2 separate regions of the Rattus norvegicus genome follow, and region 1 is linked to region 2. Evidence: chromatin contacts called from public Hi-C data. All regions are on one chromosome and are shown on one strand. The core of a region is the stretch at or near the end of the contact, and the rest is flanking DNA. Distances in the headings are between cores, read along the strand shown.

Region 1 (6,120 bases), core at 859-3,358, 200 kb before region 2:
GATCCTTGACTGACTGGATTTATTCTTTCATCAAATTTTCGTTGGCACACTGCCCCATCTGCCTTAAAGGGAAAAAGGAAAAGAATAGGGTAGTGTTTCAGGGGCCTGGGGTTAGATAGCTCAGTGGCAAGGTGCTCGCTGCATAGGCATAAGAGCATGAGTTCAGACCTCAGCTCATCTGACGGCCAAGCATAGTGCCTGTGTAATCCCAGGCCTGGCCAGGTAGAGACATGTGATCTCTGGGTCTTGCTAGGCATCCAGTGCAGCTGAGTCAGTGAGTTCCAGATCAATTGTACTGTGACTGAGAAAATACCCAGTACTGACCTATGGCCTGCAAGCATATGTCAGTATGCACTTGGATCCACATACACACACAAAAAAGATACAATTTAAGGTCTTAAGAGATATGGAAAAAAAAAAGGGGGCTGGGGATTTAGCTCAGTGGTAGAGCGCTTACCTAGGAAGCGCAAGGCCCTGGGTTCGGTCCCCAGCTCCGAAAAAAAGAACCAAAAAAAAAAAAAAAAAAACAAAAAAAAGAGATATGGGCTTGGGCTGGAGAGACGGCTCAGTGGTTAAGAGCACTGACTGCTCTCCCAGAAGTTCAATTCCCCGCAACCACATGGTGGCTCACAACCATATGTAATGGTGTCTGATGCCCTCTTCTGGTGTGTCTGAAGACAGCTACAGTGTACTCATATACATAAAATAAATAAAATTAAAAAAAAAAGAAAGAGATAATGGACTTTTTTGTTTGTTTTTATTTTTTGGGACAGGGTTTCTCTGTGTATTCTTGGTTGTCCTAGAACTCCCTATATAGACCAAGCTGGCCTTGAACTCACAGACATCTGCCTGCTCTGCTTCCTGAGTGCTGGGATTAAAGAGATTTGGAATTGTTAATGTCAGATAAAGTTAACTTTTTAAACAAATAAAAGTAGTTGTGAAGCTAGGGAATTAGCTCAGTTGGTAAAGACTTACTTTAAACTCTCTGAATCGGGAGCTGGAGAGATGGCTCAGAGGTTAAGAGCACTGATAACTCTTCCAGAGGTCCTGAGTTCAAATCCCAGCAACCACATGGTGGCTTACAACCATCTGTAATATACATTAGATAAATAAAAATAAAAAAAAAGAGTTTAAACTCTCTGAATCTATGCAAAAAAGCCAGGTGTGATGCCTTGTTGTAATCCGGGCATTGGGGAGGTAGGGACAGGCAGATCCCTGAGGCTCTCTGTCCAGCCAGCCTAACCTAATTGGGGAGCACCAGGTCCCAGTGAGAGAACTTGTCTCAAAAAATAAGGTGGAGAGTGATTGAAGAATACACCCAACATCTACCTCTGACTTCCATATACCTGCATCATATGCACATAGGTAAATTATTAGTGCTGTAAGCCTGTGTGAAAACTAATTTACAATAACATATAACTCATGGAAACTATTTATAATAACCTATGTCTCATGTGGAAGCTAATTTTTTTTTAAAGATTTATTTATTTAATGTATGTGAGTACATTGTAGCTGTCTTCACACACCAGAAGAGGACAGCAGATCTCATTACAGATAGTTGGGAACCACCATGTGGTTGCTGGGATTTGAACTCAGGACCTGTGGAAGAGCAGTCAGTGCTCTTAACCACTGAACCATCCCTCCAGCCCACTAATTTATAACACATAAAGTGCACTAGCAAAATAATCTCAATTATGTTGTCTTTTTTGTTCCTTTTTACACAACTGATCAGTGATATTATGTGTTCATAATTTCTAGGCCTATGCACATTTTGTAATTTAAATCAGCCATAACTCAAGAGAGTTGATTCTCTCCTTTTCCCATGTGGGTCCTGGGGATGAGAGTCAGCTTTAGCGAGCCCTTTTACCCAGTAAGCCATCTACTGGTCCCCAAGTGTTTTTTGAATGCCATAGTATACTGTGTGTGTATTATGCTATTTTATGAGGCTGTTGAGACAGTCCCCCCTTGTTTGTTTGTTTACTTATTAGTTTATAGTTTCATAAGATGAGGCGGAGGTGATCCAGGAAGACGCTCAGCGTCTAGCCCTAGCCCTGGCCTTCACATCTCTGCATGCAGCCCAGGCCGCTCTTGAACAAACAGCAGTGTTTCTGCCTCAGCCTGCGGTTAGACAGGGCCAGCACTCCCAGCCGCAGTTCCTACTGTCAAGGAATGTACAGTCCAACAAGAAAGAGACAAGTACACAGATGATTGCAGCCAAGGTGGCAGTGCAGCTGGAGGCAGAGCACACTCCCCAGAGACTCCCCATAACTGACGAGACGAGGATCTAATGCAGACGGAGGAATGAAAAGGCTCAAGGAAGTAATGTGCCCTGGAGGCTAGAGACCGGCAGCTGGACAGATCAGAAAGAAAAGACGGAGGGAACAGCATATGGCTGTGTGAGTTAGACCCGGAGAAATGTATCATAGCTCCAAGGGTCAGCAGCACTAAAGATAAGGGTAGATGTGGGAGAGTTGTGAAAATTCCACACAAGGTCAGGATCTCTGAATGCTTGATTCACATGCCTCAGACTTCCAAGTGCCTGGGTTATAGATTACTGTATACTATATAGTATATTATGCGCCACCAGGACTGTATACTTATATTCTGGAGGTCACTGTTTGTGGACGTGGCACATGTCTGTAGTCCTGAAACTTGAAAGGCTGAAGCAAGAGAACTGAGAGGGCCTTGGGAGGAGCTATCTATGGATTAGAAAGGGGGCGGAGCTTGAGCTGACAGCACAGTGGTAGAACACTTGCTTAGCATATACAAGGGAATGGATTGATCTCCAGCACAAAAACATGGTTGTAGCCAGTGTGAGCTTGGTGTTACCTGTCTGTAATCTCAGCACTGCGAGGATTGAAAGCTCCGGACCTTCCTGGGCTACATAGAAAGGGACAGAATCAGAACAGAACCAGGCTTGAGATTATTGTCCTAAATACACAGAGACATTGTGCTCTAAAGCATCGCACACATCCTGTTGAACCCAGAATTAATAGAAAGCTTTTCACAAAAGAAAAAGAAAGTTTGAACCAGATCAGTAAATCCTGAAGGAATTACCTTGTCAGCTGGGGTTGCAGCTCAGCTGGTGGATGGTCTGGCTGGTGGACTCAGAGCCTGCGGATCTGCTCTCATACCATGCATACTGAGCTGTGAAAGGTCTTCTTAGGGACTCTGAGGACAGCCTGGGAGACGCGAGACCTTGTCTTTGAGAGGGAGAAAGGAGCACTTCAGCCCATTGTCTTTACAGACTTGTGTTTAGAGCAATTTCTCTTCTTGAGACCAAAGGAGCACCTTAGGGGAGGAAGGATGGGTTTCGTGGACAGTTCAGTGGGGTCTGCCCTGAGTGGGTGAGAGGGCCCAGCAGCAGGAGTGTGAAGTAGTTGCCTGGCATCTCAGCTGGGAAGCAGGAAAGGAAGAGTGCTGCTGCTCTGTGGCCCAGTTGTCCAGGAGCTCCCTGTAGACCAAACTGGCCTCGAACTCCCAGGTATCTACCTGCCTCTGCCTCCTGAGTGTGGCGATTGAAGGTGTGTGTCATCATGCCCGGAGTTTTCACTTTTTAACAAATATGTGGAGCTGGGGAGATGGCTCAAGAGTTAAGAGCACTGGCTGTTCTTCCAGAGGACTGGGGTTCAATTCCCCGCACCCACATGGTGGCTTACAACTGTCTGTAACTCCAGTTCCAGGGGATCTGACACCCTCACACCAGTGCATATAAAATAAAGTTAAATACATTAAAAGAAGTTTTTTAAAATTTATTTCATTTGATTTTTTTTCCCATGGCTGTCCTGGAACTCAGTTTGTAAACCAGGCTGGCATCAAACTCAGAGAGCCACCTGCCTCTGCCTCCTGAGTCCTGGGATTAAAGGTGTGTGCCACCACTGCCCAGCTTGCTTTATTTATTATGTGAGTGTGTATGCATCTGAGGTATCAGAAGAGAGCTTGGAGTCTCTCCTCCCCTCCCGTCTAGGTATTGAGCGCAGGTCATCAGGCTTAGCAGCCTGGTGCCTTTGCCTGCTAAGCCACCTCACTAGTCTCTATTTTCTCTTCAGCCCAGGACACTAGCCCATGCATAGTGTGAGTGCTCTCCTAACGTTCATTTATTCATTAATTTACTGTATGTGGGAGTGTGCATGCAACTGCACCCACGTGGCAGTCAGGGGACAACTTTGTGGCCTTGGTTCTTTTTCTACACCTTTACGTAGATTCTAGAGGTGAAACTCAGGTCTCTAGGCTTACATAGCAAACCATTCGCCAGCCTTAGTTAAACCTTTCTGGAAATACTTTCTAAGTAAAACCTGAGGTGGGTTTTCGTGGTGATTCTCTGTCCGTCAACTTCACAGTCATGATCAAACACTGCGCAGCCCTTCCTTAGATTTTGAGGTGGGCACCTTTAGGTTCCTGGTGCCTAAGCCAGGGAGCAGGAAGTATGAGTGCTTAATGGTTATTGGATTCTGTTTATTTTCTATTCATTTATTTTGAGTTTTCGAGACAGGGCTTTTCTGTGTAGCCCTGGCTATCTTGGAATTCCCTATGTAGACTGGGCTAGCCTTGAACTAACTCACAGAGATGTGCCTGCCTCTGCTTCCTGAATACTGGGATTAAAGATGTGTGCCCACTGCTATTTGTTTGATATATATATATATATATATATATATATATATATATATATATTTTTTTTTTTTTTTTTTGGTTCTTTTTTTCGGAGCTGGGGACCGAACCCAGGGCCTTGCGCTTCCTAGGTAAGCGCTCTACCACTGAGCTAAATCCCCAGCCCTTGATATATTTTTGAGATAGAATCTCACTCTATGGTTCACACTAGCCTCAGACTCAGAGCAATCCTCTGGCCTCAGCCTCTGCACTGCTGGGACTGACAGGCATAAGTCACTACCCCGTGGGATCATGCTTCTTTAAGGATTCTTCATGAGAAGAAATAGCTCTTAGGTTGAAATAACAATCACCAAGCTTGTTTCTTGGAAGGTTCTGTGTTTTGGGATTCATATTTATCCACAGCACTCATGAAGCTTTTCAGAAAAGTCAAAAGAGAATTATACTGGCTGCTTTAGCTAGACAGAAGCATAGGTGCAGGTTGTCTGAACTTTCCTGATTTCACGGGCTGTTTTCCTAAGGCATGCATACATTTGGTTCTGCTTTTAAAATGAAACTTGGAAGCAAAGGCGTATAATATAAAACGTAATTTTCTCTTTGACTTTAAAAGTTCTATGGAAAGTTTTAATTATACCCCCCCCACCCCCTATTTCCTGTGGCTCTAGAAAATTGAAGGTTTTAAAGGGAGGGCTATTTTGTATATGAAATCAGCAAAGCGCACTTGAATCACCAGCGGGAGCGAGTGTGATAGACACATTCACCCAGTCAGCCTGAGCTATTCTGTAGGAATTACTGTTGACTCACAGCGGTACCAGGTGTTCATTACTCAGACGCTTTATTTAGGAGAGAATAAAGGATGGGTTCTTCTGCATATGAGCCGGAAAGGAATGCCCCTGAACCTGAATCCTTGCTAGAAGTTCCTGACTAGCTTTCTCAGGTGCCGTGGCTATTCTCAAACAGTTACTGTGCTCACAGATACGAAAGTGACCGAGGGCCGGTTCTACACAGATTTCCTGTCTCCTTTACTTGCAGACAGCGTGTGAGCCAGCTGAATTGTGAATCGTTATGAGAGAGAGAAGGAAGGCGGGAGCAGCCATGGTTAATCGTCATCCCTTTGAGTCACAGGCAGTGACTGCTCCAGTTAGGAAACATTCCGCACATTGCAAAACCCTGCAGTGGGTCCTCCATTCTGTCTGCCCAGTTTCTAGACATCATTGACATCTCCGGGCTCCTTAATAGAGTTCAGTTGGCTCTTCCATGGGATTTTATAAGGTTGTGTTTTTTCATTAAATGACTAATCTCTTTTATTGTAATTATAAAAACCAACTACATTCTGCTCATGAAAAAACAATAGAGTAGAAAAAATTGGTGATCAATGAGGTTTACTAATAACACAATTCACATGATTATTTTTTTTGCCTTCTTTGGCAAGAATTGACTTTTGATTCATTATAAAAAGTATTGAGTGGTACACCTGACCAACCTTCCTGGAGCCTCTTCTCCCCCTGGCAGCAT
Region 2 (6,259 bases), core at 3,607-6,106:
GCAGTGGGTGGGGAAGATAACATTCCAGGCAAGATCGAGCTCAGATGGTCTGACCTTACAGGAAAGATTACATTTCAGGTACAAAGAACTGGGGATGTTGGGCTGGAGAGATGGGTCAGTGGTTAAGAGCACTGACTGCTCTTCCAGAGGTCTTGAGTTCAATTCCCAGCAACCACATGGTGGCTCACAACCATCTGTAATGGGATCCGATCCGATGCCCTTTTCTGGTGTGTCTGAAGACAGCTACAGTGTACTTATATATATATAATAAATGAATAAATCTTTTTATTATTTTTTATTATTTTTATTTATTTGAGTACATACTAGCTGTACATAGTTAAGTACATACTTAAGACACATCAGAAGAGGGCATCGGATCCCATTACAGATGGTTGTGAGCCACCATGTGGTTGCTGGGAATTGAACTCAGGACCTCTGGAAGAGCAGTCGGAGCTCTTTTTTTTTTTTTTTTTTTTTTTTTTTTGGAGCTGGGGACCGAACCCAGGGCCTTGCGCTTCCTAGGCAAGCGCTCTACCACTGAGCTAAATCCCCAACCCCGCAGTCGGAGCTCTTAACCACTGAGCCATCTCTCCAGCTCCCATGAATAAATCTTTAAAAAAAAAAAGGGGGGTTGGGGATTTAGCTCAGTGGTAGAGCGCTTGCCTAGGAAGCACAAGGCCCTGGGTTCGGTCCTCAGCTCCAAAAAAAAAGAACAAAAAAAAAAAAGAACTGGGGATGTGACTGTGTAGAACGCTGCCTACCATGTGTTGGTCCCTGGGATTCTATCCCCAACAGCACTGAAGGAAAACAACATAGAGAAGCAAGTCAGATATAAACAGCCTGTAACTCTGTCTGTTTGGGAGCCTGAGGCAGGAGGATCATAAAGTCAAGGTCTACTTGGGCTACTGAATAAATTCAATGGCTAGGCACAGTATCGCACACCTTTGATCCTAGTGCTTCAGAGGCAGAGGCAGGCAGATCTCCGGGAGTTCAAGGCCAGCCTGATCTTCAGAGTAAAGATCCATGACAGCCATATGTTCCAGGACAACATACATATGTTCCAAACCAAAGGAATTAATAAATTAGTTAAAATGTACTTCATTTTTAGCAGAGTGTGGTGGTGCAGGCCTTTTAATCCCAGCACTCAGGAGGCTGCAGAGGCAGATGTATCTTTATGAATTTGAGGCCAGCGTGGTCTACATAGAGTGAGCCTCTCTCGAAAAACAAAGAGGTTTTATGTGTTTGAGTGTTTTATATGTATATATGTAAATAAATACACCAGAAGCCATACACACACACACACCATAGCCCCTGGATTTAGAGTTAACAGATGGTTGTAGCCTCTGTATGGTGGTGGAGGTCAAACCTAGGGCTTTGTAAGAGCAACAAATGCTCTTAAAGGCTGAGCCATCTTTCTACCTCCAACTGAGGTTTTTTTTAAAAATAGTTTATTATTTTAAAGTTTATTTATTTCTTCTTTTTGTTTTTTGTTTTGTTTTTCTTTTTTTTTTTAAGATTTATTCATTTATTATATATAAGTACACTGTAGCTGTCTTCAGATACACCAGAAGAGGGAATCGGATCTCTTTACAGATGGTTGTGAGCCACCATGTGGTTGCTGGGAATTGAACTCATGACCTCTGGAAGAGCAGTCAGGTGCTCTTAACCACTGAGCCATCTCTCCAGCCCCTTGTTTTGTTTTTCTAGACGGGGTTTCTCTACATAGTCCTGGATGTCCTAGAACTCACTGTGTAGATCAGGCTGTCCTTGAACTCACGGATTTAAGGATATGGTGGTGTGCCACCACACTTGGCAAATTTTATTTTGTTTTTATTTGTGTATGTGTGTGTATGGAGACCAGATTCTCTCCAGTCCCTGTGGATTTTAGAGAGACTCTCATGCAGGCAAGGCTGCCCCTGAAGGATCCTGCCTCTCCCTCCTGAGGACGGTGTTATAGGCATGGCCCACCATGGCTGGTTAGATTTCTACTGTGCCTACAAGTTAGTCTACACTGAATTTGCTGCTGTTATTTTTGGCCTAGATTTAGTGTCATGATCTTTTAATCCCTAATCCCTCTTTTCCCACAGTGCACTGGGACTTAGTATACTTTTAACCTCTTACTGGCTAATCAAAATTTGTAGCAAAAGAATGAGGTCCTTGCGGCTTTTCTGCTTAAATTCTCCACCCACCCTGTCGTGATGAGCCAGCCATGGCAACCTCCTATCAGCCCTGCTGCTGCCTGCCTCTTCCTCATTTAGGGTCTTTGCACATCGTGTCTCCTTGCTAGTTTCCTTCCTTGTCTGGCCAATAACTCTTGGTCCTTCAAGTCTGCATTATAGCTCACTCCTCAGTGAGAACTTTCACGCTCTTCTCAAGAGGCCATTTGCCTGTACTTCCTCATTGCACTTTGCACAGCTATAATTGAGTCACTTTGAATAACTATTTGCATGGTCTCAATGTCCTTAACTAGTCTATAAACGCCAAGGGAAAGTGAATCGTAAGCCTTTCTCCCTAGCACGTTGCTGAGCGCTCAGTGGATGCTGTTAAAACGCTCCAGTGGGGAGCCTGCACTAGAACCTAAACTCAGTTCCCGTGTCATAGTCTCCAAGCCCTAAAAATACTACCAACCACTCCAGCCTTCCCTTCCTGCTTCTCAGGGATTAAACATATCGGTTTGGTATGTTTATTTAGGAGTCTGTGAAACCAATCTGCTAAACAAACCCAGGGTTAGCATTACTCTACCCACAAGGGGGTTTTAGCGTTTAACCCAGGAGCTCCTGCAGAAGAGGTGCTCTCACAGGAGGTAATCAAGGTTCCCTGTACCCGAAGAAGCTGTCAGAAGCACTCCCACCCCCACACAAAAGGAACCTACAGCATACCTGACATTTTCAAATGTTTTCAACTTATTCATTTACTTTTGCTTTCAATTTTTTTTAACCTTTATTTTTTTGGGACAAACTTGGTGGGCAGGAGGTATTATCTTCTTTCTTAAAGGAGGGAATCTGGGACAGGTGTAATAATTTTCCTAGTGTTGTACCTGGACTCGGGAGACCAGTGTTTACACTCTCTCTTGCTCTCAGGGGATGATTTCCAGTCTAATTCTCTTTTTGCAAAACCATGCTGCCTCCAAGCGTAAGCTATTGCTGATACAGTTTATATACAAATCTGGGCCGGGAGGTGACCCGCTACTTATCGTTCATAAAAAGCATTAGGCTTCTCTCATTCAATTAGCGGGATCTCCACTCTGAGATGGGACATTTTACTAAGAGTTCTTCAACTTTGGTGCCTGATCGAGTTCACTTAAGCCGTAAATGTGAGTATCAGCAGAAAAGAAATGCTTTTGCACTCTGAGCGACTTATGAAGTAAAATCCAAGAATCTTGGCCTTTTCCTCCTGAGTCTGTCAAATCAAAACCTTCTCTATCTAGCGAGCAGATGGTGTTAGGTTAACAATATCGCATTGCTCAGGTGTCTGCTATTTGCAATAACAAAACCTACTATTAAATATCCCTGTACAGTGATGATGATGATTAAGAGTGCATTTAGGGGGCTGGAGAGATGGTTCAGTGGTTAAGAGCACTGACTGCTCTTCCAGAGGTCCTGAGTCAATTCCCAGCAACCACATGGTGGCTCACAATCATCTGTAATGAGATCCGATGCCCTCTTCTGGTGTGTCTGAAGACAGCTACAGTGTTCTCATATAAATAAAATAAATGTTTTTTTTTTTTTTTTTAAAGTGCATTTGGATGGTGCATGCCTTTGATAACAGCATTTCGGAGGCAAGGGCAGGCAGAAATATGAGTTCAAGGCTAGCCTGGTCTACCTAGTGAGTTCAAGGACACCTAGAGGCACCCTGTCTCAAAAAACTAACCAAAACCCCCTACAAACAAAAAGTCTTTGCTCATCCTTTGGATCTCTTCTGGATCTTAGTTCACGAATAGATGATTTCTTTTCGAGCTGTTGTACGGTGACATTATGTTCTTCTTCGGGTCAAAAGCAGGGATCTATTTAATAGCTTGGTAACTTCCACAGCATGCTTAATCTCGATCTCCCCAGCTCTAACACCGGTTGGTAGCCACTTTGAACTTGAGAGTCTCTAAGATTAATGTGTCAGAAAGCACTTAATGGCAAAGCCCTGCACACAGCACGTCCTGGAATAGTGTTCATTTTCCTGTCCTCAGATCAAGAATATTTCCTCTTAAGGTCTGACAGACTCCGTGGAAGTATGTGCAACATTGTGTGCACACGTGTGAGGTGTCTTTTTCTTGGAAATAAAGTCCAGAGTTTACTAGATTATTTTGGGGTCACTGCTCTGCAAAGGGACTGTCTATTTTTTTTTTCCCCTCAAATGCCAAAGGAGTAAATGTCTTGTGTACAGGGCAATGGCGGCGGGCTTTTTAATATTTAGTGGAAGTGGTGCTCCTGGGTGCTTTTTTCAAGTCCCTGAGGAAGAAAGGTGACAAAAGTCCTAAGGAAGGGCGCTGGTGTCTTCTGGGCGGACCTCCGTGAAGTTTTCTCGGTGAGCTCTTAAGATCTCTCTCCTGGTTCCTTTTCAAATTGGGGGAGAGTTAGCAAATGCAGTTATGAATTAGGGCTCAAGTCTCGCAAGTAGCAGAAGCCTCTGCAACATTAAGAAACGCGCTTCTGCGTGTTTTCTTAAGACAAAGCAATTTTCCTCTGCACGTTTCTTAAAAAACTCCAGTCGCGACCCCGGCCACTCAGGGCTCCTAGGCCCAAAGTAGTGGCGGTGGGGGCGGAGAGACCGCGCGCGCCGCTTCCGCTCCTCCAGCCCACCAGAGGGCGTCACGGGCACGATTCTACCTTCCCGAGATGCTCCGCGCCGGGCCCCTTCCGCGTGGGTTAGTGAATGTGAGAGTCAGCGCTCGCGCCGCGCGCGCCGCCCGTCTCTGCCGCTCGGCTCCCACATCCCGGCTGTGAGAGGCGGGCGCGCGCGCCAGAGCATAGAGACGGGCGTTGAGCTGTCCGGCTAGAGCGTCGCTGAATCGGAGCCGGAGCCCGAGCCGCGCGCTGTGTCTCCGCTGCGTCCGCCGAGGCTCCGAGTGTCAGGGACAAAAGCCGCCGCCGCGCCCTCTGCTCCTGCCGCCGGGGCTCATCCGCCGCCGCCGCCGTGCTGACGAGGAGTCCGCCACCGACGTTACCAGTGAGGATCCGAGAGCCATGTCGGCCAGCAGCCTCTTGGAGCAGGTACAGGCCCAGCCCGCATGTCTCGGCCATTGTGTGAGGCGAGATGGGGCCCGACTAGGCCCGGGCCCGCCGCTCCGGGCCGGGCCGCGGCGTCGCCTCTCGCGGGTCGGGATTCGGGCCTCAGGCCGGCCGCGCCCTGAGCCTCCCCGCCTGGCCCGCTCTTCCCGCTCCTCCCCAGGCCTCGCTCGCCGCGCCGCGCTCCGTCCCATTAGCGGCCAGGGCTTCCCTTCCTCGTTTCCTTCTCCTTCCCTCGTGTCGCTGCCGGCGCTGCCCCGCTGACTCGCCGGCCTAGCGCTCTTCCCCGCCTTCCCCTCACCACGCGTGCCCCCCAGGCCTGTTCCTTTCTTCCCGGCTCGGGCCCTGCTTTCATTTGTCTTTCCCTTTCCGTTTTCTTCCCGGACGACTTGCTGCTCGGCGACGTCCCCTCCTCTCGCAGAGACCAAAAGGTCAAGGAAACAAAGGTAAGCCCCGCTCCGCCGGTGACCGCCGGCCGGGATGTTGGGGGGGGGGTACGCCGGGCAGTGGGGGCGGTGTCTCGGGGACGTGCCCCGGGGAAAGGACCATTCCGAAGCCGCTCAGTTCGCAGGTGCCTCGCGCGGGTTGTTCGACCCTTTTGGTGTGTTCCTGCAGCTGGCGTGTAGCTTTTTCGTTAACAACGAGTAATTCATGAGCGGGTGGGGGTGGAATGCATTTTGAAAAGCACCAGGTCCTTAGTTTCCCGTAGGTCTTAGGAGGCCTTTGTTTTTCCTCCTCGCGGATCACTTTCTGGAAGTAACTCACATGTGAAAGGGGGTAGAGAAAGCCGGAGGGAATTGAAATTCGAAGGAGCCAATAAACTGACCTTTTAAAAAGATCGGCTTGCTCTGGGGTGGAGAGACTTTTTACTGTTGAATCTTGCTTTAGCCTTGGCGCCCATCGTTATCTGTCCGTTCCCCCCCACTCCCCCGGAGCTTCAAACTAAGTGGCTCTCTGAACTAGCATAGTTTCTTCTTGGGGAGGATGTAAATTGATGGATTTGGAAGGGAGTTTGTCAGACCAGGGCATTACTAATTTGA

Evidence for each region. Hi-C and Micro-C count contacts between places; a contact is called where the count stands out from the background.
Region 1: a contact with region 2 is called in a Hi-C map of Schwann cells, with 4 times the contacts expected there. The contact joins the enhancer-like site here to the promoter of Ythdf2 in region 2. A contact is called at or near these places in 2 of 12 Hi-C or Micro-C datasets (Schwann cells and mammary epithelial cells).

The regions. Positions count from the first base shown.
Region 1 is chr5:149,885,134-149,891,253 of GRCr8, reverse strand. All of the region lies in intron 2 of Phactr4 (phosphatase and actin regulator 4), which reads left to right. Among named protein-coding and RNA genes, the nearest start is that of Phactr4, 17 kb to the left of the region's middle. Within about 2 kb of position 2,108, at least 13 of the 93 cell types and tissues checked have an H3K27ac peak or open chromatin away from gene starts, as enhancers often do. A contact at or near this core is called in Schwann cells, where this site is marked.
Region 2 is chr5:149,688,655-149,694,913 of GRCr8, reverse strand. Ythdf2 (YTH N6-methyladenosine RNA binding protein F2) reads left to right here and starts at 4,856. Exons shown (of 5, transcript NM_001047099.2): 1 at 4,856-5,204; 2 at 5,641-5,665. The coding sequence starts at 5,178.